2 separate regions of the Muntiacus reevesi genome follow, and region 1 is linked to region 2. A link is a contact called in public Hi-C data. All regions are on one chromosome and are shown on one strand. The core of a region is the stretch at or near the end of the contact, and the rest is flanking DNA. Distances in the headings are between cores, read along the strand shown. Region 1 holds the start of MSTN (myostatin). Region 2 holds the start of ASDURF (ASNSD1 upstream open reading frame).

Region 1 (4,037 bases), core at 168-2,667, 390 kb before region 2:
GTAAATTAGTGTACAATGTGCGAAAGTAGTGACCTAAAAAATAAATATTTGATATGAACCACTGCACTCTCTTGGGAAAAAAAGTAATGGATTAACTCCCTTAGGAGTCCTTAGCTTCCCCAAAAGTAGTAGGAAAAATAAATCTCCTGTGGCCCGGAAACAGCTTCTGTTTCTTACTAGCTATATTTGTTTAGCTTTTTAATAGTGCATTTGATTAGATCTTGTGGCTCCCAAAGCTAAGGTTGAGAGTTTGATCCCTACAGGGGCCACTTAAATTTAGAGAAGAAAAAGCCCCATTCTCTGCTCCCAAACCTTACCCCAAATCCCTGCCAGGTATCTGTACTCCGGTCAATGAGAAACTGACAAAGGAAGTACTAGGAAGTAGCCCAGTAGTAGGAAGTATAAAAATGTACTAGCCCAGTACTGAGAGTAGAAAAATGGGCACCCTTTATTATGGTGCTCCTTTCCTTTTCTGCGTTCACAATGTTCGGATATAATTTACAGAGAGTAGGTAACTACATTTTTTCTTTTACCACTGGAAAGCAGAGGAAAACTTCATTACCCATCATAAAATTCACTATCTTCTTATTCTATGTCATTCTAAGTTATTCTAAGTTCAAATAGCTGACAATATCCCCTTTGTAATAAACAATGAAAAAACACATCCTCTGAGCAATATTAATCTGCAACTTTAGGATAGGAAGTACCTTAATAGTAGTCAATTGAAACTGAAATACAATTTTCATATGAATAAAAGGTATTATTTAAAAGTAATTCCACGAGCAATTTAATATTAAAGTAGGGTTTTTCATTATGCACTAAGAATTTATTCAGGGAAACAAGTTTCTCAAATTATAGCAGAAAATCTTTTACTAGTATGACAATCTTTTCATTTAAGTCTTCCTAAATAAATCTGTATTTTTTAATTATACAAGACTAAAAATAATTTAATATAACAAATAAAATTCTTTTTACTTCAAATGCTTACTTAAATAATATAAAGTCATTTTATTTTCTGAGGGAAGAACATATCCACTTTTTAAGCATGAAGTGTAAATTAAGATTTATTCACTTAAATTATAATTTTAAAGTTTCACATATAAAGATGAATAAGATCTAAGTGTATATGTTATTGCTAATATAGTTTTTAATTTTTCGAATGTCACATACAGCCTTTATTATTCATAGATTTATTCCTTTTAAGAAGTAGTCAAATGAATCAGCTCACCCTTGACTGTAACAAAATACTGTGTGGTGACTTGTGACAGACAGGGTTTTAACCTCTGACAGCGAGATTCATTGTGGAGCAAGAGCCAATCACAGATCCCGACGACACTTGTCTCATCAAAGTTGGAATATAAAAAGCCACTTGGAATACAGTATAAAAGATTCACTGGTGTGGCAAGTTGTCTCTCAGCCTGGGCAGGCATTAACGTTTGGCTTGGCGTTACTCAAAAGCAAAAGAAAAGTAAACGGAAGAAGGAAGAACAAGGGAAAAGATTGTCTTGATTTTAAAACCATGCAAAAACTGCAAATCTGTGTTTATATTTACCTATTTATGCTGATTGTTGCTGGCCCAGTGGATCTGAATGAGAACAGCGAGCAGAAGGAAAATGTGGAAAAAGAGGGGCTGTGTAATGCATGTTTGTGGAGACAAAACACTAAATCCTTAAGACTAGAAGCCATAAAAATCCAAATCCTCAGTAAACTTCGCCTGGAAACAGCTCCTAACATCAGCAAAGATGCTATAAGACAACTTCTGCCCAAAGCTCCTCCACTCCGGGAACTGATTGATCAGTACGATGTCCAGAGAGATGACAGCAGTGACGGCTCCTTGGAAGATGATGACTACCACGCTACGACGGAAACGGTCATTACCATGCCCACGGAGTGTGAGTAGCCTTGCTAGTGCAGAGCGACGATTCTGCTGACTGTTGTTCTAGTGTTTATGAGAAACCGATCTATTTTCAGGCTCTTTTAACAAGCTGCTGGCTTGTACGTAAGCAGGAGGGAAAAGAGCTTCTTTCAAGATTTCCTGAGAAATATACTAATGAGACTGAAAGCTGCTACATTGTCTCCTTAGAGAGCTCAAAAGCTAAAAATAAAAAATGAAATGCTTGCATAGCATTCATGTTATATAGTTTACACAGCTATAACATGTTTATGTTTTCACAGCTTAATGCTACCAAGGCGAAGGATTGGGAGACAGTAACAGCAGTGTGAAAAGTTTACATGAAATTTCCTAATTGCATTTGGTTGCCTGAAATATGCATTTGTAATAACAGGTTTTTTTTTTTTCACTAATTAAAGAGAAAGGAAGAAATCTGTAGATGTTGAAGCCTATTTGGACATTTGCTGAACACTTAGAATGACTTCTGCTATTCAAAACTATTTCTCAAAGGGTTTTTATGTTCTTCACAGAGCATCTAATTTTGAAAGCTATTACAGTGGAAAGGATAAAAAATATTCTTAATAAATAAACTTAATGTATTAGTAAGAGCAATAAGGAAGTAAACACTGCATAATGATAAATCATGAGCTAATTAGCAGAAAATGCTAAGAAATAAACACTTTAATTGAGTAGGTTATGGCTTACAAAGTTCCCCTTATACCCTGACCATGGTACTATTGTTGAGAGTACCTGGTCTGCACATATCTAGGAGGCACATGCTTAATAACCTTCTAAAATATTATTTTATTCCTTATAGGAGGGAGAACTATCACCTGTATGTACTATCTATGTTGTTTCTGAAAGATAATATGTTTCATACCATTTCTGTTGCAGGCAGTTAAAACCTATACTCAAGGAAAGGGAGACAGGCACCCTAACAGAGAAGGCATGACAAGAAAGATTTTTGTGCCATGTGTCTCTGATCTTGCTTTATACAGTGCTCTACCCACTTTAAACTGGACTCAAAACAGTTTCAAAGTACTGGTTTTTCTTACTAAGTAACTAGGTTATAAGGCAACAAATAGATTTCCTTTAGGACTGTGCTATCAGATAATCCTGGAATAGATTTGCCTTATTTATACACAATCTTGAGAAAACAAAAAGGCAAGGAATTGCTAAGTGCTTCTGCTTACAATGACAGCCTGGCCCTAAAGACAGTGTTTTCTAAGTTTTGAAATAGCTTGAATACAACATCTAAATTTTGGTGCTAATTACCTGCTAGTTTTTTCCCCCTCTTTGAAAGCCTGTCCCAGCGCCCTAGCGTAGCAGATGCACTGTATTTTCTACTAATTCCCGAGCTCAGCTCTTGCTCAGTGTGTCTTGCCCCCAGGTAATTCAGGCCTGGGGGAGGGGTTCCTTTCTCCAGACTGATCGGTACAGCTGCTCCGTAAGTGTAACTCTCAGATTCCCAAAGAATTCTAAGTGGATGTTCTTCCGCAGTGTCTCTTGTTCTCTCTAATCATCATCATTTTAAATTTCATCCACTTTTCATTCCTTAATAGAATTTTCCTTAGTCCACAGTTCTCTGGAAAGGAAGTAGGCTGCTCATAAACAGCTGAAAAAACATATACCTAAAAGATTCTGAAAAGCTATAATAATTGTTGTACTTGATATTTTGCTGTCATGAATGAAATGCTACATATTTTTACATTTTAAAAGACTAAATATGCACACATTATTCCACTAAAAAAATGCTCATAGATTGACATGGAGGTGTTTGTTCATTTTTCATAAAAATTATCTTTGTAACTTTTTTTCTTATTCATTTGTAGCTGATCTTCTAAGGCAAGTGGAAGGAAAACCCAAATGTTGCTTCTTTCAATTTAGCTCTAAGATACAATACAATAAAGTAGTAAAGGCCCAACTGTGGATATATCTGAGACCTGTCAAGACTCCTACGACAGTGTTTGTGCAAATCCTGAGACTCATCAAACCCATGAAAGACGGTACAAGGTATACTGGAATCCGATCTCTGAAACTTGACATGAACCCAGGCACTGGTATTTGGCAGAGCATTGACGTGAAGACAGTGTTGCAAAACTGGCTCAAACAACCTGAATCCAACTTAGGCATTGAGATCAAAGCT
Region 2 (3,908 bases), core at 1,135-3,634:
CCCTTTAAAGAGATAGGATAAGGGACTCCAAGCATTGATTGTCCAAATGGGCAATTTGGGAATATACAGACTCTTTACAACAGCAGTCTGTGTGGACATGCAGGTGGCGGAAAGTTGAGGGGAAAAGTGATTAGACATACAAAGTGTTAAATGGCCCTTTATACCCAGACAGGGGGTTGGCGACCAACACTCATATTCAGGCAAGAACTACAGTTACTAAAAAAAGTTTATATCTTTTATTTAAAATAGAGGTTATGTAAAAAAAAATTCACCAAGACCTGAAAGTAATACCAATTTTTCAATGGTTTAATTGTATCTTAAATTAAAAAACAAAAAACAAAACAAATGGAATGAGGAGTGGGTGACCCTTCCCTCCCAATAGCCATGCTTTTCATGATTTACATACAAAATGGTATAGCCAGACAGACTAAGCAAGTAGTAGTTAAGTATCCTACATGGAGGGTAAGTAAGTATTAGTCGTTCAATCATGTCTGACTCTTCGACCGCGTGGACTACCAGTCTCCTCCGTCCATGGGATTCTCCAAGCAAGAATACTGGAGTGGGTTGCCACTCCATTCTCCAGGGGATCTTCTCCACCCAGGGATTGAACCCACGTCTCTGGCACTGCAGGCAGACGACTCTTTCTGGTCTAAGCCACCAGGGGTAGTATGACTCATCACTTTTCCATCTTTGCTTTATTCCTCTTTGTATCTCAAAAGCTAGCACAGGGCTGGCATTCTTGAACTAGGTCTCACCTTTTTTAAGTAGAAGAGGGCTCAACTAAATGGAAACTAAATTTCTTTTAAACTTTTCAGTAAAGATAGCCATACTGCAAACATGACTGATTACACAGTGTCACTAGAGCCTCTAACAGCGTTATTTTGTAAACTCTGATGCCTGGGGGATCTGTTATATGTAAGTGTAAGTGGCATGCTATGATAGTAATCAGAGCAGGCTGTGTGCAGTTTGAAAATTCATTCCCCACAGATGTGTACCCTTCTGCCTTCCACCTGCCAGTCACTGCAGTGACTGATTACAGAGATTGGGCTGAATTCCAAGACTTAATTTGTACAACTTCGTTTTAAGGCTTCGAATAGCACTTTCCCATTCATTTTAGAAATGGCAGGTATACTTTAACACTTCAGACAAGGAAATTGTAACAGAGGAATCAGAGATGTGCCCAAGATGCCAGTGTCAGTTTGGGACAGAACCAAAGTATTATCTCAGACATCTATTACCTGAAAGATTATAGCCATCCTCATTTCAAATTAAAAAAATTTTTTTTTCTTTTTTCCATTTATGGCGTTATATTGGCTCCCTTTTGTGAGGGGAGGAGCAAAAGAGCAACAATGAAATAACATTTTTAGGAGCATAGGTCCAATTAAATGAAGGACAGACGGGAAGAAGGTAACAATGGATAAGGAGATGGATAAGGAGAGACCAGCTGCGAAACTTTTGCAGGATTCCCTATGGCAGATGCAAGGGGCGGGTTTAAGATGGTTAAAAGTGTACACAGTGATAAAGGGAGACCTTACAAAGAGGCCTCAAAAGTGAAACTGATAGAACTTCGTGATGGATGCAAAGATGGGCTCCCAGGTTACTGGCATGGACAACTGCATGGATGGTGCTGACATTTTCTGAGACTACAGGCAGCCGATCTAGGGCTGGTGGTAATTTCTAAAAGTTTTAACTAAGTGTACATAGGAAAAAAACCCAACCATGAATCTCAAAGACATTAAGCGGGAGAGAGGCATAAGCTGTGATTTCATCTACATGATGTGCTGGGAGGGATAAAACTGTCCTGATGCAGAGCAGATCAGGGACGGCCGGAGCTTCTGCGCGCGGGAAAGCATGGCTATAAAGGGAGTCTTTTAGCGTCGAGGAACTTGTCTATATTCCAACTGTGGTGGTGGTCACACAAATTTATACACGCGTTAAATATAGAGAAAACGAAAAAGAGCCAAATTTTACGGTATGATACTTTTTAAAATGTTAAAAAATGGTAATTAAAAAAAAAAAAAAACCAGAACCAACTAAGCTTCCGCCTTACTGCCATCTGGGTCTGACCTCGGGGCAAGTTTCAAGGTGTCCCTTTCACTGTACCTGGGGCAGCAGGGCCAAGTCGAGACTGGACCACGGGGCCACCGCGACTCGTCTCCGGCGGTGAGCAGCCCGAGGGCCCTGTTACCTTGCCCCGCGCTCACCTTGCTGCTGAGCTCCTCCTTGTGCGGGGTCGAGCTCTCAGCAGGGACGAGCCCAGCGCCGTCCTCGGGTCGCTCACCTCGGCTGGGCATCTCCGCAACCACGCAGGGAGCCAGGCCGGCGGCACTCCTGCACTTCCGCGTCCGTCGCCCCGGCGCGTCGGCGCTCCCAGCGGCCCCAGCCCCTCCCTTTCAATTTCCGGTGAGTCCTGTCAATGGCGTCCGCGTGCTCACTGGAACGCCTGCGCAGTCCGGATCTGGGCCAGGAGTACTTGCGCGCGTGCGCACAAGTGATTAGGGCCCTGAACGGACCCTAGCGGACGGGATGTTGAAACGCTGTTTACCCTGTGGCATCTAGTAGACTGTAAATTATATGCGCCCCCTAGTGGTGAATATAAAGAATAAAAGTTCAGTAGAAATACCACTTAATATTTATTATCTAGGCAAAAATATGGAAGCCAGACACAGATTTAAGAGATACACTGTTGGTAATGACCCTGTACAGACTTGGTAAAGTTAATGTTAGTTTGTTGTTAGGGTTAAGAGATAATGCAGGATTCTCTGTTAAATATGAATTTCAGATAAATGAATGAAATTTTAGTATATTGTCCTGTGCAATATTTGCAATATCTCACCCCATGAGAAAAATTATCCCAAACTTGAAAATAGGCAAGAGATTACTTAGGTGTTCTTTCGTAGCTTTTTTAGGTTTGACTTTTTATTGACTGGGCTCATTTATATTCTGTTAGCAGTGGAGGGGTGTAACTGGTAGATTACTGGTAGATATGAAAATAATTTCTACCTGATAGACCAGACACCTCCACAAACTGTGATTTAGTGTTCTTCAAGATATTAATTAGTTTTGCATCTAACTCTGCAATCCTATCCTAATTTTTAAAATTAATATATGTCTCAGTCAGTTCAGTCACTCAATCCTGTCCAACTCTTTGCAGCCCCATGGACTGCAGCACACCAGGCTTCCCTATCCATCACCAACTCCCAGAGCTTGTTCAAACTCATGTCCATTGAGTCAGTGATGCCATCGATCCATCTCATCCTCTGTTGTCCCCTTCTCCTCCTGCCTTCAATCTTTCCCAGCATCAGGGTCTTTTCCAGTGAGTCAGTTCCTTGCATCAGTGGCCAAAATGTTTCAGCCTCAGCATCAGTCCTTCCAATGAATATTCAGGACTGATTTCCTTCAGGACTGACTGGTTGGATCTCCTTGCAGTCCAAGGGACTCTCAAGAGTCTTCTCCAACACCACAGGTCAAAAGCATCAATATATGTCTACTTTCTCATAAACTCTTTGAATTGATTTTTAACTCATTAATTAATGAGTTGAATAAAACTTTGACAAATGTTCATTTTATATTTGTAGAGGGAAAATGATTTTCTGTTTTTGAAAAGTATACTTTAACATAGGATATCTTAAGTTTTCATGAAGATGCCCAAGTGAACCCGTGTGATGGAGTCAAATTTTATGGCTAAGGAAGTGTACCTCATGAGTTGTTTAAACCCAAGAATATCTTTTATTGGCTCTTAGAGTACATCCAAAGCGGTTATAGAATTAAGGTTACTGTCTGTTTTGTCTTTTTACTGATTTTTTAAAATTTTGGTTTTGTTTCTAATTTTGCTTAGCTAAGTTATTCCGCATTGGTAACAATGATTGGGAATTCTGTTTTGTAGCCTAACCATTTTATGATAGGGC

Evidence for each region. A called contact is a pair of places that touch in the nucleus more often than the background predicts.
Region 1: a Hi-C map of blood shows a contact between it and region 2, with 3 times the contacts expected there. The contact joins the promoter of MSTN here to the promoter of ASDURF in region 2. A contact is called at or near these places in 2 of 3 Hi-C or Micro-C datasets (blood and muscle).

Annotation. Positions count from the first base shown.
Region 1 is chr3:262,926,323-262,930,359 of mMunRee1.1, reverse strand. It overlaps MSTN (myostatin), which reads left to right and starts at 1,417. Exons shown (of 3, transcript XM_065927948.1): 1 at 1,417-1,892; 2 at 3,724-4,037. The coding sequence starts at 1,520.
Region 2 is chr3:262,541,882-262,545,789 of mMunRee1.1, reverse strand. It overlaps ASDURF (ASNSD1 upstream open reading frame), which reads right to left and starts at 2,384. Exons shown (of 4, transcript XM_065931916.1): 1 at 2,205-2,384. The coding sequence starts at 2,294.